2 separate regions of the Mus musculus genome follow, and region 2 is linked to region 1. The links are chromatin contacts, called in public HiChIP or PLAC-seq maps. All regions are on one chromosome and are shown on one strand. Each heading gives the region's core, a stretch centred on a gene start, on an enhancer-like site or on the middle of the called end of the contact. The rest is flanking DNA. Distances are from core to core; before and after follow the strand shown. Region 1 overlaps Acoxl (acyl-Coenzyme A oxidase-like). Region 2 overlaps Morrbid (myeloid RNA regulator of BCL2L11 induced cell death).

The links. HiChIP or PLAC-seq counts read pairs in DNA pulled down with a chosen protein or histone mark.
Region 2: an H3K4me3 HiChIP or PLAC-seq map of bone marrow-derived macrophages shows a contact between it and region 1, with 6 times the contacts expected there. The contact joins two enhancer-like sites. A contact is called at or near these places in 1 of 484 Hi-C or Micro-C datasets (bone marrow-derived macrophages), 7 of 115 datasets of contacts at active chromatin or transcription factors (CD8 T cells, acute myeloid leukemia, bone marrow-derived macrophages and 4 more) and 1 of 9 other capture datasets (embryonic stem cells).

The regions. Positions count from the first base shown.
Region 1 is chr2:127,958,902-127,965,254 of GRCm38.p6, reverse strand. All of the region lies in intron 9 of Acoxl (acyl-Coenzyme A oxidase-like), which reads right to left. Among named protein-coding and RNA genes, the nearest start is that of Acoxl, 110 kb to the right of the region's middle. Within about 2 kb of position 2,969, at least 52 of the 459 cell types and tissues checked have an H3K27ac peak or open chromatin away from gene starts, as enhancers often do. A contact at or near this core is called in bone marrow-derived macrophages, where this site is marked.
Region 2 is chr2:128,410,773-128,417,655 of GRCm38.p6, reverse strand. All of the region lies in intron 1 of Morrbid (myeloid RNA regulator of BCL2L11 induced cell death), which reads left to right. Among named protein-coding and RNA genes, the nearest start is that of Gm14010, 8.5 kb to the left of the region's middle. Within about 2 kb of position 2,700, at least 51 of the 459 cell types and tissues checked have an H3K27ac peak or open chromatin away from gene starts, as enhancers often do. A contact at or near this core is called in bone marrow-derived macrophages, where this site is marked.

The sequences.
Region 1 (6,353 bases), core at 1,720-4,219:
TGATCCCATTTCCTCTTTGACCCTTTCTGGGTCCAATCATAATAATAGTTACAGGCCAGAGAGACCACCAAGAGTCCACATGGCAGGGTTCAGAGTATATCTTATCATGTGACATGGAGGTCAGCTACTTCACTTCAGGACTGCTGGCTGATTTCATAAACTTGAGAGATTTCACAAGAATATATATGCCCTCCCACCCTTCCTTGTAAAGCACTTATATCCACTCTCATGCTGGGATATACTGTGGCTTATGCCCACCAAACCCTTGCTCAGGGCATAGCTATCTTTTCACACTAAGCCTCCAGAATCTGCCACTCACTGAGTTTACTGATGCCTTGGGAGGCACTGGTTTTCTAGCCCCATTGTCTTAGCCAAAGTTCTATTCCTGAGAAGAGATGCCATGACTCTAATAAAAGAAAGCACTTAATTTGTAATTATCACTACCTCCTAACCTATTGATTAGTCTGTGATGCATAGCCACACATAGGCATTTAAAATATAGTAGCCAGATGATTGGGAATTTAACTCAAATGCTTCTGACATCCAAGAGTCCACTTGAGCTTTGCTTGAATTCTCAATGATGTTTCACACACTTTCCTCACCCAGGGCCTCTGTCCATCCATGCAGGGCTCACTGCCTCCACTAGCCCCAAGCCCAGCTACCATATATCTAACTGGACTCACTTGTGGTGGTTCAGCCACGTATTCTGTGGTGGTTTAAATAGGTATGGCCCCATAGACTCCTGTGTTTGAATGCTTGGCCATAGGGAGTAGCACTACTAGGAAGTGTGGTCTTGTTGGAGAAAATCTTGCCTTGGCAGAAGTATGTCACTGCAGGGGCCACCTATGCCCAGTATGAAAGACAGTCCCCTTCTGCAGCCAACAGAACAAGATTTCAGCTCTTTCTCCAGCACCACGTCTGCCTGGATGCTGCCATTCTTCCCACCATGATAATAATGGACTAAATCTCTAAAACTGTAAGCCAGCCCCAATTAAATATTTTCTTTTATAATAGTTGCCATGGTCATGGTGTCTGTTCACAGCCATAAAACCTGAAGACAGAAGTTGGTACCAGGGACCGGAGTATTGCTATGATAGGCCTGACCATGATTTTGTTTGGAGGAATGTGTATTGGGGGATTTTGGTTTAGCAAGCCAGTGGAATGCTTTAAGTGCATTTGAACTGTAGGAGCCTGGCTCAAGAGGCTTCAGAGGAGAAGACTAGTGGTACACACATTTAATCTCAGCCCCTAGGATACAGAGGCATGCTCATCTCTGAGATCAAGGTCAGCCGAACAGAAAAGGAAAGCATCAAAAACAGGAAGTTAGTGATGATGTAATTGAACAAGGGGGCCATGCTGCAGCCCCAACAAAAAGCAGAGCTCATCAGCTTCGGCCATGTGGTTCTGTCTTTAGAGTCAAGGATAGAAGAAAAGGGTTGTAGAAGTCCCCAGCCCCCAGACTGAGGAAAGTCACTAGGGCCAAGTGTATGTATTGGCAGGGGTGTCCCTTCAAGAGGCCATTGTGAGAAGCAATAAAAGTGAAGTCTGGGCTGCCTTTGGGACCCCAAGTGCCAGAGCCATGGTATACCTGCCAAGGAAACCTGTTAACAGGACGTGGAACCAGACTGAGAAAAAGAAATGTGTTGCTGTCAACAAAGCTGAAAGGAGTTGGAGATCTGATGCAGAGGCTGGAGTTTGTCCAGCTGGTTTTGGTCTTGCTTTGGTCCAGAAGTTCCCTACTATGCTCTCTTCCATATCTTTTGAAACAGTAATGTATATCCTGTGCTATTATATGTTGGAAGTATGTGATCTGGTAAAGTGTGCAATTTTGATTTTAAAGGATTACAGTTAAGAGATTGCATGAATCTCAGAAGAGGCTTTGAACTTTGGAGTTTTAAACATTGTTGAGACTGTGATAGGCTATGGGAACTTTTGAAGATGGACTAAATGCATTTTGCATTATGTTATGGCTACAAGCTTATGGGGGCTAGAAGCTGGAATGGTAGTTTGAATAGTGTGGTTCTTTAAATGTAATTGGCCCCCATAGGCCCATAGGGAGTGGGTACTATTAGGAGGCATGGCCTTGTTGGAGTAAGTGTGGTATTCCTGGAGGAAGTGTGTCACTGTTGGGGTGAGCTTTAAGGTCTCCTATGCTCAAGCTATGCCCAGTGTGGCTCACAGTCTCTCTCTGCTGCCTTCACATCAAAATGTAGAACTCTCAGCTCCCTGCAGCACCATGCCTGCCCGCATGCTGCCGTGTTTCCGGCCATGCCAATAATGGACTGGATCTCTGAAACTGTAGGCCAGCACCAATTAAATGTTTGCCTTTATTCAAGTTGCTATGTTCATGGTGTCTCTACAAAGACCCAAACTAAGACAAATTGGCAAGGTCCCCATCAACTCATGTGTTTGCATGGTTAGCTCATAGGGAGTGACACTATCAGGAGGTGTGGCCTTGTCGGAGTAGGTCTTGCCTTGAAGGAAGTATGTTACTGTGAGAGTGGGCTTTGAGATTTCCTATGCTCAAGCTACACTCAGTGTGGAAGACAGTATCCTGCTGCTGCCTGTGGATCAAGATGCAGAATTCTCAGCTCCTCTAGCACCGTGTCTGCCTGCACACTGCCATGCTTCCTGCCATGATAATGGACTAAACCTCTGAAACTATCAGCCAGCCTCAATTAATTTTTTTTAATAAGAGTTGCATGGTCATGATGTCACAGCAATAAAACCCTAACTAAGACACATCCCCCTCCCCAACTGAGACTTTTCTGATATTTCTCCCTCTCTCTAACATATCCCTTCCAAAACCCAAACAGAAACAAACCAATAAAAGCAAAGTTGCTTCTCCCTAGAATGCCCTCAGTAATCTTCCTGTGATCCCTCCAGTGCCAATGTCTCTCCCTTGCAGCCTGACACTGCATGTGTCTCTACTAACTGACTGCTCCTGATGCTTCTCCACTGGAGCCTTGCTTGATCCTGGAGTGTTTGCCCCGCCTCCCAGGGTGAGCTCATTCCTAAAGATAGCAAATGATGTCCCCATGACAACATCTTCCAAATGCAAGCTAACAAATTCAGAGGCCCCAATACCTCCTTCACGAGGCTATCACAATGTAGGCCACTGTTACCCTGCACAGGTCACCCCAGGTGACACCAAGGTAGTGTCAGACCAAGGAGAGCCCCCTGCCAATATCAGAAGCCTCCCAAAGCATCCAACGAGTCATTCCTAATCTGCTTAGCCTGCTTAGCCTGCTTAGTCCATGCTTTCTGCTGGCACCCTCTACCTCCCGACTGATGCTAGTGTTTTGTGTTGTTTTTCTGGAATGTCTGCTTATTAATAGTTGTTACAGAGAAATAACTTTGACAAGGGAACATGGGTAGTCAGTTAGGATAGAAATTAATGAGAAGAATGAGAGAGGAGAAGAGAGGAACCCACCTCATGCCAACAGCCATACCCTGACTTTCTTCTATGAGAACAGAAAAAAAAAAAAACCCCAAATCAGTGGATGAGCAGAAAGCAGGGTCCACAACTCCTTCCCTCTGGCCTCAGATGCTGACAGTCCCAAAGCACCAAAAGGGAGTTTCCACTGGCTTCTGACCTGTCTGATGTTCTATCTGGCTGTAGAGGTGGGAAATGTGACAATAAAGATTAATGGCTTTTGTGCTCAGAGATGCTACCAGAGGTCAGCCCTAAGACTGCCACCATTATCCCCAAGCTTGTTGTCTGGCTGCAAGAGAGGCAGCAGAGACAGGGGATATCAAGACACTGGTCAGAGAAGTCATAGCCCACATGGCAACCTTGACTGGCTATTCTGCACTCAGCATCATGTTTATGGACCCAGTCGGGCACACTGAAGGCTCCTTCCCTGGTTGCCAGCATCCTGGCATGCTGCCCTGAACACAGCTCACAGGGCTGTAATCCCTGCAGCTGGCCAGCAATTACTGCCTGCCAGACGTTTTTATTGTTCCAGAATATGATCTATATGGACACAATATTCTTCCTGTCTTTCCTCCACTGGGTTACTATTTTTTGTTAAAAATACATGTAAAGGGTATATTTTTCTCTATAAAAACAATTCTCATTTCAGCACTCCCTCCAAAGAAAAAGAATCCAAGTCACTTAGCTTTCTCATGATCTTTAAAAAAAAAACAAAAACAAAGAGCCGAGTATGTATGCACGCTGATATCCACGTGAAAATCAATCCAGGGCTCAGAGAGAACTGCGAATGATGCCATTTAAGATTATAGATCTGAAACGCTATTTCTGGGCTCTGGCAACAACTAAGGAATAGAGGAAACATTTATTTTTGGTTGTTGTATTTCATCCCCACTCAATTGTGAACACGGCCGCTTGAAGCAACATTCGCAGAAAGTGACACGGCTATTAATCACCAAGGCAGCTTCTGCAGGCGCAGCCTCTTGGGGGGGACTACACTGCCTGCCTTCTCTACTCTCCCTCTGGTCTCTTCTCCCAAAGGAGGCCAGTGACCTACTAAAAAGATAATTGCTTCCCATGTTTCCTGCTCCGAAGCATCATTGCATCAGTCTGCTGTGAATGACATCCAGTCACCCTGAAGGAGAAAATCCTATGTGGCTGAGCCTCTGTCCTTGACTCTGAGATATCTTGGAGTATAAGCTCAGGGTGCTAGGTAGTTCACAGGCATTTCTGCAGCCAGAAGGGAGAAGAGAAACTTGCCTCCTTCAGGGTTGAGGTGCTTGACCTCTGCAGACAGAAGCTGGGGCCCAGACACACTCCCATGTCCACTGAGAATTGTTAATAATTCAATTTCAGGTTACAGTCAAGGGATCAGGTGAGAGCCCTCAGTGGGACACATACATCCCATTCCCATATGACTTCACAGAGATAGCCCAACCGCTCAGAGAGCCTTCAGTCCAACCCTTTCTGTTTCTCCTCTTTTGGGGGAACACTCCTAGATTTAAGACTTAGAGTGCAAATATTTTATAAAACAAAGCATGCATGTGTGTATGCATACTTGTATGTGGTATATGCGTGTGTGCAGCACACATGTATAGGTATGCTTGCCCATGTGTATGCATGTAGAGGCCAGAGGCAGGCATCAGGTCCTCTGTTTTCAACTTATGTTTTGAGACAAGTTTTCTCACTTAACCAGAGCTGGGTGCTGTGCTCAGGCTGAATAGCCACAAGCCCTTGGGCTCTGCCTAATTCTATGCCCCCAGAACTGGAGTTACACATATATACCACCTATATACCACCATGCCTGGCGAAAGGTGGCTTCTGGGAATCTGAACTCAGATCCTTGTGCCTGCATAGCAAACACTTTACCCACTGAGCCATCTCCCTGGAATCAACGCAGAACATTTTAAGCCCACTATCATAGCACTGTGTTACTCTAAAAGTCCCTAGGAGCCCATGTCTCAACATTTGCTCTCCAGCTCGCAGTATCATTTTAAGAGACCGTGGAACCCTTAAGAACAGAAGCAGGTCACTAAGGGTAGACACATGAAGATTACAGATAGCTCCTGGTTCCAGTACTGTCTCCATCACGAACGTGAGGAAACTCTACTACACATCCCACAATAAAGGCCTTTATGCCTTCCTTGCCAGGATGGGTTGGAACCATGATCCCTACTAATCATCCATGCTTAGTTTTCTGTAGTTGTTTATGTGGAAGATTTTGGACATGGCTATACTATGTAAGCATTGACTGGACCTAGAAGACTGAGGTCCAACCACAGAAAACTCGGCTTCTCATTATCAGCTAATGCGTGGGCATCAAACACTCCAGCTCCAAGCCCTGCCACACTCTACCACATCTCTTTCCCCGTAGGATCATGCCTGGTATCAAAATGGAGACAGGCTTCCCATAACTTTCTTTTTTCGTTTAAAACTGAATGCCTAATGGTTTTCTTTTTGGACTCTGAGCAATCTTGTACTAGACATCAAATTTAGCATGTTAGATCCACCATGATTTAGCTGTCATTCTTCAAGTGGGCAATTTTCAATCGGTCTGTACAGCAGGTGAAAGAAGTATGTATGTGCACGTCTGTGTATGCCATAGGTAAGCATTGCTTTCACAGTGGCCTTGGACTAAAGAGATAGCTCAATGGATAAAGTGCTTGCTTTGCAGGCATGAGCACCTGAGTTTGGATTTCACCCATGTAAAAGCTGAACAAATATAACCTCTGGGAGTTGTGGAGGAGACAGGCAGATCCAGGAGTCTAGCCAAAATGACAAGTTCCAGGTACATCATGAAAGATCTTGGTTCAAGTAGTAGTAGTAGTAGTAGTAGTAGTAGTAGTAGTAGTAGTAGTAGGTAGGGGTAGTGGTAGTGGCAGTATTAGTAGTAATAGTAGTGGTGATGGTGGTAGTAGTA
Region 2 (6,883 bases), core at 1,451-3,950, 450 kb before region 1:
TAGGTAGGGAATCAAATTTCTTTGGAAAATTGAAAAGGGCCTCTGGTTATGGAGGTGGTGAGAAACTGGTGTTCCTGGGGCACACTTAGTGGGTCAAGAATGTATGTTAAAGGTCCATTCAGATTTACTCCACACACAAAAGTCACAGCTAATCAAACTGAGTGTCCATGAGAAGTGCTAGCCTAGGGGTAGATGCAGAATTCCTGGTCACCTTGAGCCTCTAGTGAGCTGCGCATACCCAACTTTGGTGGATTCTGTTTTCTGAGACTGTACGGGCGCGTTATTTCTCAGGAAGATGGCTGTTGTCCTGGCCTTGGGCTGAGGCAATCTTTCTTTGACCTCAGAGAATTGAATGAAAAGCTTTGGGATCCATCCAAGGCTGTCCTAGGCACACTTCCATCCAGCTGTCCTTCCTGCCTTACCTGGAAAGGGGCCTTCAGAGCCACCATACTGATTTGCTGCTGGCCTTCCCAGAAGCTCTTGAGCCAAGCAAGAGGTCTCTTTGAGCCTGCAAATGAAATGAATGAAGAACTAGAAGGTCTTGCTTTAATTCATGTTTTTATATAAGACTTTAAAAAAAATGGAACTGTATAAAATGGTATTCAGACTATCATAGACAGTTTAAGTGGTACCGGTGACTGAACCCAGGGCTTTGTGCATGCTAGGCAAGTACTCTATTAAATGAGCTATATCGCAACCCCAAGAAAAGACAATAAAGTCCCTCCAGAGAAGGTAGGGATTGGATAACAGGGAAGGCATAGTGGCCATTCTCCAGTCTCTAGCCCAGTCTCAGGGGGCCATTGTGATAAGCTGTATCAATTAAGAGTCAGCATCAGATATGCTCTTGGGGACCTGTGCTCCAGCCCTGAGGGTGATAATCTGATATGAAGCACCATGTGCTTTGTGTGAGACCAAAAGCCACCAGAGTCTCCGGGGCACCCAGTGCTATTTACAAAGCAGATAGAATCAGGACTATTTCAGTAGCTATTGAGACATGCTCGCAGTCTGCCTGCTGGTGTCTGCCCCAACTCACCTCACTGGAATGCAAATAGGGCCCGTGTGACTTCCTGAAGGTTCCTCAGCGCATCCCCAGGTGACATGGGGTTATAGAGAGGAATCCATGACTAGCTTGTCTGGTGCCTTACAGAGACTAGACTGACAGGAGACTCAGCCAAGGAGGAACGGGCTCTATTCAGCGTGAACAGAGTGACTAAAACTCTTCACTACGAGCAACTTTGATCTTCCTGAGCAGGGACATTGACCCTGACAGAACAGGAAGCAAATGGGTGCTTACTGGAGGGGATTGAGTTGGTGGGAGAGAAGTGAGCAGGAGTCACAGGCTGTGAGGCACCAGGTAGAGCCTCAGTGTATGTCTGGGATTGACTATGTCTCTGAAAATGGATATGTTCCCAGCAGCTTAGAACATGTCCTTTTTCTATAACAGTGCCATTACAGATCTAACTACCTCGAACAAGGGCCTTTGGAGTAGGATGACTGGTGGCGTTAGAACCTGGGGCTCAAAGAAATGGCTCAGCGGTCCAGAGTGCTGGCTGCTTTTCCAGAGGTCCTGGTTCTATTCCCAGCACTCCCATAGCTCACAACCATCTGGAATTCCAGGAGATCCAGCATCCTCTTTTGACCTTCCTGGGCTCCAGACGTTAATGTGGTACACGGATATATGTGCAGGCAAAACACCCATACAAAACAAAACAGGCAGGTGGACATATATACCCAGGTCCTAGGAGGCTGGAGACACCGAGCCTCAGCCAAAGGATCACCAGAAGATGAGGGAAAGGCCTGGAGCAGACCCTTCCCTTGGAAGGCACACAGCCTGGCTGAGCCTTTGCCTTTGGCCTCTAACCTTCAGACCTGAGAGACAGATGGCTGCTGTGCAGCACTGCAGAGCCTCAGACCTAGCGTTTGATCAGAGCGTGTAGCTCGTATGTGTTTCAACATGCGGGGGGAGGGGTGCTCCGAGGAGTCTCAGGTCCACTTCAGTGTGGATTAGCTCCTCGAAGGCTGTCTCCTGACAGTGAGTGTGTGCTGTCAGCCTGTTAGCAAGAAATCTTTTTTGAATATTTAGGTGAATCAAATAGTCTTGCTGTGTCTACATTTTTCTTAAAAGTAACAGCAATTCAAGAAAAAGGAGCCATGATTTTTGAAAGAAAGCAAGGGGGATGGGCACATGAGATGACTTGACAGGAGGAAAGGAAAGGAAGAAATGATGTAATTATATAATAATCTCAACAAATAAGAATTACTTTTTAAAGTGGCTGAATAATGAGAGGTTTGAAAGTAGATTTTGGACTTACATTTGCTAAGAAAAGGGGGGGTGCGTGAAAAAAGGAAAGGTGTGTCTCTTACTTATACAGAACAGGGTATCCTCTGGGGGGTCCTGAGCCCAGGGCTGGTGGCTCACGGCGGCTAATCTCAGAGTCTCGTACCATCCGAACTTTCACCCACTCTGCCGCTCTCCTTTCCCTTTCTCTGAAGTCCGAGTTCCTCAGGGAGCCAGTGATGCTTCCCCCACAGGGGATGGTTTCCACCGAGCAAGCGAGGACCACTCTCCAAGGGACAGCAGCAGCAGCAGCAGCAAGATAGGATAACTTTTGGCTTGTTGCCTAGTTGTTAAACCAACATGGTGGAGAACCCTCAGAAACACAGGCTCCAACAGCACATTCAGAAAAACAGGAACCATCAATTCATGAGAACTTGTAGAGAAAAATAGTTTAAAGAACCGAGAAGGTGCCACATTATAGTGAAAGAGTGCTGGTTTTTAGAAGTTACAGAAATGATCTCGCAGGCCCCACTGAGGCAGTTACACAAGACGTAACCGCACACAAACAAGGGTGTTTCTTATAATATCACAGCATTTACAGGCAAGGAGCTGCTTTCTGAGCATTTCGTGGAAAGTTATTTTAGTCTCGGGACTAGCCTTCTGCCATGAGTATTTTTCAAGGATGTGAAACTTTGACTTCAAAGTCAGAAGGTGGGGAGCTAGGACTCAAGGCTGGACGTGGTCTGTACAGCGGGTCTCTGGTGGCAGGCTGCCAGCCGGGTGTCCCCTTGCACTGGGGTTCAGGAATTTACAGGTACCTGTCCTCTTCTGAAGTTAGGGGGATACTCTTGTGGCCAAGCAGAGATTGTTTCCACCAGGGGCCTGCAGAACATAGCCATTTCCTACATAAATACTTAGCAAGTCTTTTCCTGTAAAATGGGCTGTTATCTAAAGCACAGCAAAAGCTGTATGTTTATAAGATTGAGTGCCTTGCTGGTATTCTGAGGTAACTGCTAAAGAGACATCAAAGTATGAGGCAAACGATGTCCTGACAACAGAGGTGCCCAAGAAGCCACCACTCCAGGATCTGAGGAAGTCAGGACAGAAAGCAGGGTAGCAGTGGGCAGCCCAGGAGAGACAGATATGCCCAGTGCTGGACACAGGCCTGGACACAGGCCAGGCCCAGGGCAGGCAGGATCCTGGGAGACCAGTGGACTCTCAATGTCTCAGATTCAAGTACCTGTGCACTGAAAGGTAGCTAAGCAAAAGCCAGGAGAAAATAGGTCTTATTTTTCTGGGTCCCTCAGTAAGTGGGGAAACGGAAAGATAACCTCGCATAAGAACGCACACACCTATGAAACAGACTCACGATGCAGAAGATGGGGGATCTAAAGCTCTGGAGTGTGCCAGAAGCTGGGATCTGGGCTCACACTGGAGCCATCCTGGGAGCCACCAGTCAAAGAGGTCTTTCCAGATTGTTCTGCTTCAGAGTTAAGTCCCGCACTCTCCGGCTCTGAGCCCTGAGCCCATGACAGATCCAGGCTCGGCTGGCCTCTGGAACGTACATCCTGTGTAATTTCAAAAAGGTGTGTGCTTGTTTAAATGCTCTGTGGCCTCTGTCTTGCATCTCTGAATGTATGTCTGATATGCATGTCTGTGTGCACCTTCTGGAGCCCTGCTTCTCAGCTTTTCTGGAAGGAGCCTGGAGGTGACCATCTCAGCTCAGCGAGCCCCCTGCATCTGTCCATCTCCTCCCCACTCCCCAGCACTGAGATTACAGATGCAAGCCGCCCCACCTGCCTTTGCACGTGGGTCCCTCGGATCTGAACTCAGGTCTTCCAGCTGCGTAGCAAGCACGTTGCCTATTGAGCCACCTCCCAGCCCTGTTTGGAAACTTACTTTTTAAACATGGAGTCTCGCACACTCAGTTTTGTTGTTGTTGTTGTTGTTTTGGGATTTTTGTTTTGTTTTGTTTTGTTTTACCTAGGCTCATGCCTAAAGTAACCAGGCCCGGACTTGGTCTTAATTCCTTTCTTGATGAGCCTACATGAGTGTCCTCCTGCATCTGCTCTAGGGAGCCCCTGCTGAAAGCAGAGCCAGCATAGCCTTTGCAACTTGCACTTCCCGCCAGTGCACAAAGTAACAGCGGCTCCTGCTGATTTATGACACGTGCTGTAAAAGCAATTTACATAGATGAAGAGGCGGGGATAGAGCCTGTGGTAAGGTAATGCCTCCTCCCGAGGTCAGGCCTCTAGATCGGTGACTCAGGGCAGCCACCAGGAGGCCCGTATGTACTATGGAACCACAGCCTCGTCCTGAAACATGCAGTATCAAGGGTCTCCCCGGTTAGGACTCCAGGTCCCTGGAATGTTGGTTACAGGGGTGGACTGTTGTGTATCTCCTTCTTTGTCTGTCAATTTCAGACTCCCCTGAGAATGAGGACGTGGGCTTCTGCTCTGGACCCTTCTCTTCCCATCACACACTTCTACTCCTTGCCCATCCCCACACCTCGACACTTCACCTTAGGCAATGGGAGCAGAGACACACCGTCTGAACTCAGGGTCTGCCCCTCCATGTTCAGGAGGTCAGCATGCAAATGAATACCTCCTTAGGGAGAAAGTGCTTTACAATCACACAGAAAGCTCCACAGGCCATAAAGCTACCCCTTGCCCCCGCTGTACTCTACGAAGCCCACAGCTGCAAGGCTTGGCTCATCTAACATGGAAGCCCATGAAATTGGGACACCCACACAGCCACCTGCAGCTCCCCCCACCCACCACGTGCCCGCGCGCTGCTGGGTTCTTTGCAGGCCACCTGTTGGTCGGTTGTTCTACTGCAGTCAGGCCTGCGGAGGTGTTATTGGAAGTCAGGGGGCGCTAGTGAGCTATGGGCTGCAATTCTCCACAAAGACCTACAGTTGGGATGGGACTGGAAAGTCCAGATGAGCCAATAGAAATACATACTTTTTTTTTTTAAGCTGTAAGACTTCTCAGGACCTTTGGTCACGACTCACAAGTATCCAGACACTAACACAGCAGAGACTGTGCAGCAGATGTTAGATATGGCTAAAGTGGAACCCTCCTCCACGAATGGCTCTGTTTTAAAATCTCATAGGACCTGAGTTTCAAAGAATGTAGTGTAGGATGAAACATGACGGCTGTAAAAGGCGAGAAGGGATAAGTTGCTAGGAAATAAAGTGACAAATAGATTGAAGTAAGTGTTCAAAATGGGAAAGGGACCAGGAAGATGACTCACTGGGAAAAGTGCTTGTTGATCAAGTGTGAGGGCCTGAGTTTAGATACCTAGTGTCCTCGTAAAGGTGGAATATATCTGTGATCCCCAGTACAAGGGGTTAGGGTCAAAACAAGGCAGATCTGCAGAGCTGGGCTAACTGAACAAGTTAGTTCAAGTGCAGTGAGAGACCTTGTCTCAATAAAACAGGGTAGAGATTGATAACTGTCAGTCAGCCTCATCCTTCACCTGTATTAACCTGCACACACACAAACACACACACACACACACACACACACACACACACACATACACATATTACGTACACAGTTAAAAATTAATAAAGGTAAAACGGGGAAGAATCCTACAGAGGAGGAATGACATGGTGGTGTGGTGGCACGGCAGAGGAGAATGACTGGCACAACTGGGCACCTCACTCAGGCTGCGGTGATGGGGAGACATCTGTGTCAAGCTTTGGTTGCCAGAGCCTGGTATGGGAGTCTCTCACCTTCAGGCTGCACACTTGGGGGTGCTTGCAGGTTATTGGGGGGGGGTTGGTGAGCAAATAGCTTTCTAATTAAGACGTTGTGGGCGGAATTATAATGAAGATTGTCTTAGTCAGGATTTCTATTCCTGAACAAACATCATGACCAAGAAACAAGTTGGGGAGGAAAGGGTTTATTTGGCTTACACTTTCCACATTGCTGTTAATCATCAAAGGATGTAAGGGCTGGAACATAAGCAGGTCAGGAAGCAGGAACTGATGCAGAGGCCATGGAGGGATGTTTCTCACTGGCTTGCTTTCCCTGGCTTGCTCAGCCTTCTCTCTTATAGAACCCAAGACTACCAGACCAGGAATGCCACCACCCACAATGCTGCCCCCCAACCCCCTTGATCACTAATTGAGAAAATGCCCCACAGCTGGATCTCATGGAGGTATTTCCCCAACTGAAGCTCCTTTCTCTGTGATAACTCCAGCCTGTGTCAAGTTGACACAAAACTAGCCAGACCCTCAGTCCTCTTGGAACTACTGGCTTTCTGTGTGGGACTTTGGTGCGACAGAAAGAGCCTGTACCCTGCGCTTGGGAGACAGGAGAATGGACGCACAGGAGTCACAGTCCCAGCAGAAGCGACAACAGAGACAGGTCGACTTTTGAAACTCCAGGCCACTCTGGTCAGGTCAATATTTCAAGAACCCAGAGCAGATGGTACCACCTGGGCCTCCATTTGTGCGGATGAGGCTAGAGAGGGTACCATGTGTGAGGGCTAGGCTTGGGTGGCACAGTTTCTTTCATGGAAGCATTAAGAGGCTTACAAAGTGGAAGTGTTATAAAAATCAGTGAAATATCTCTAAGGGACTACCCCTCGATTCCC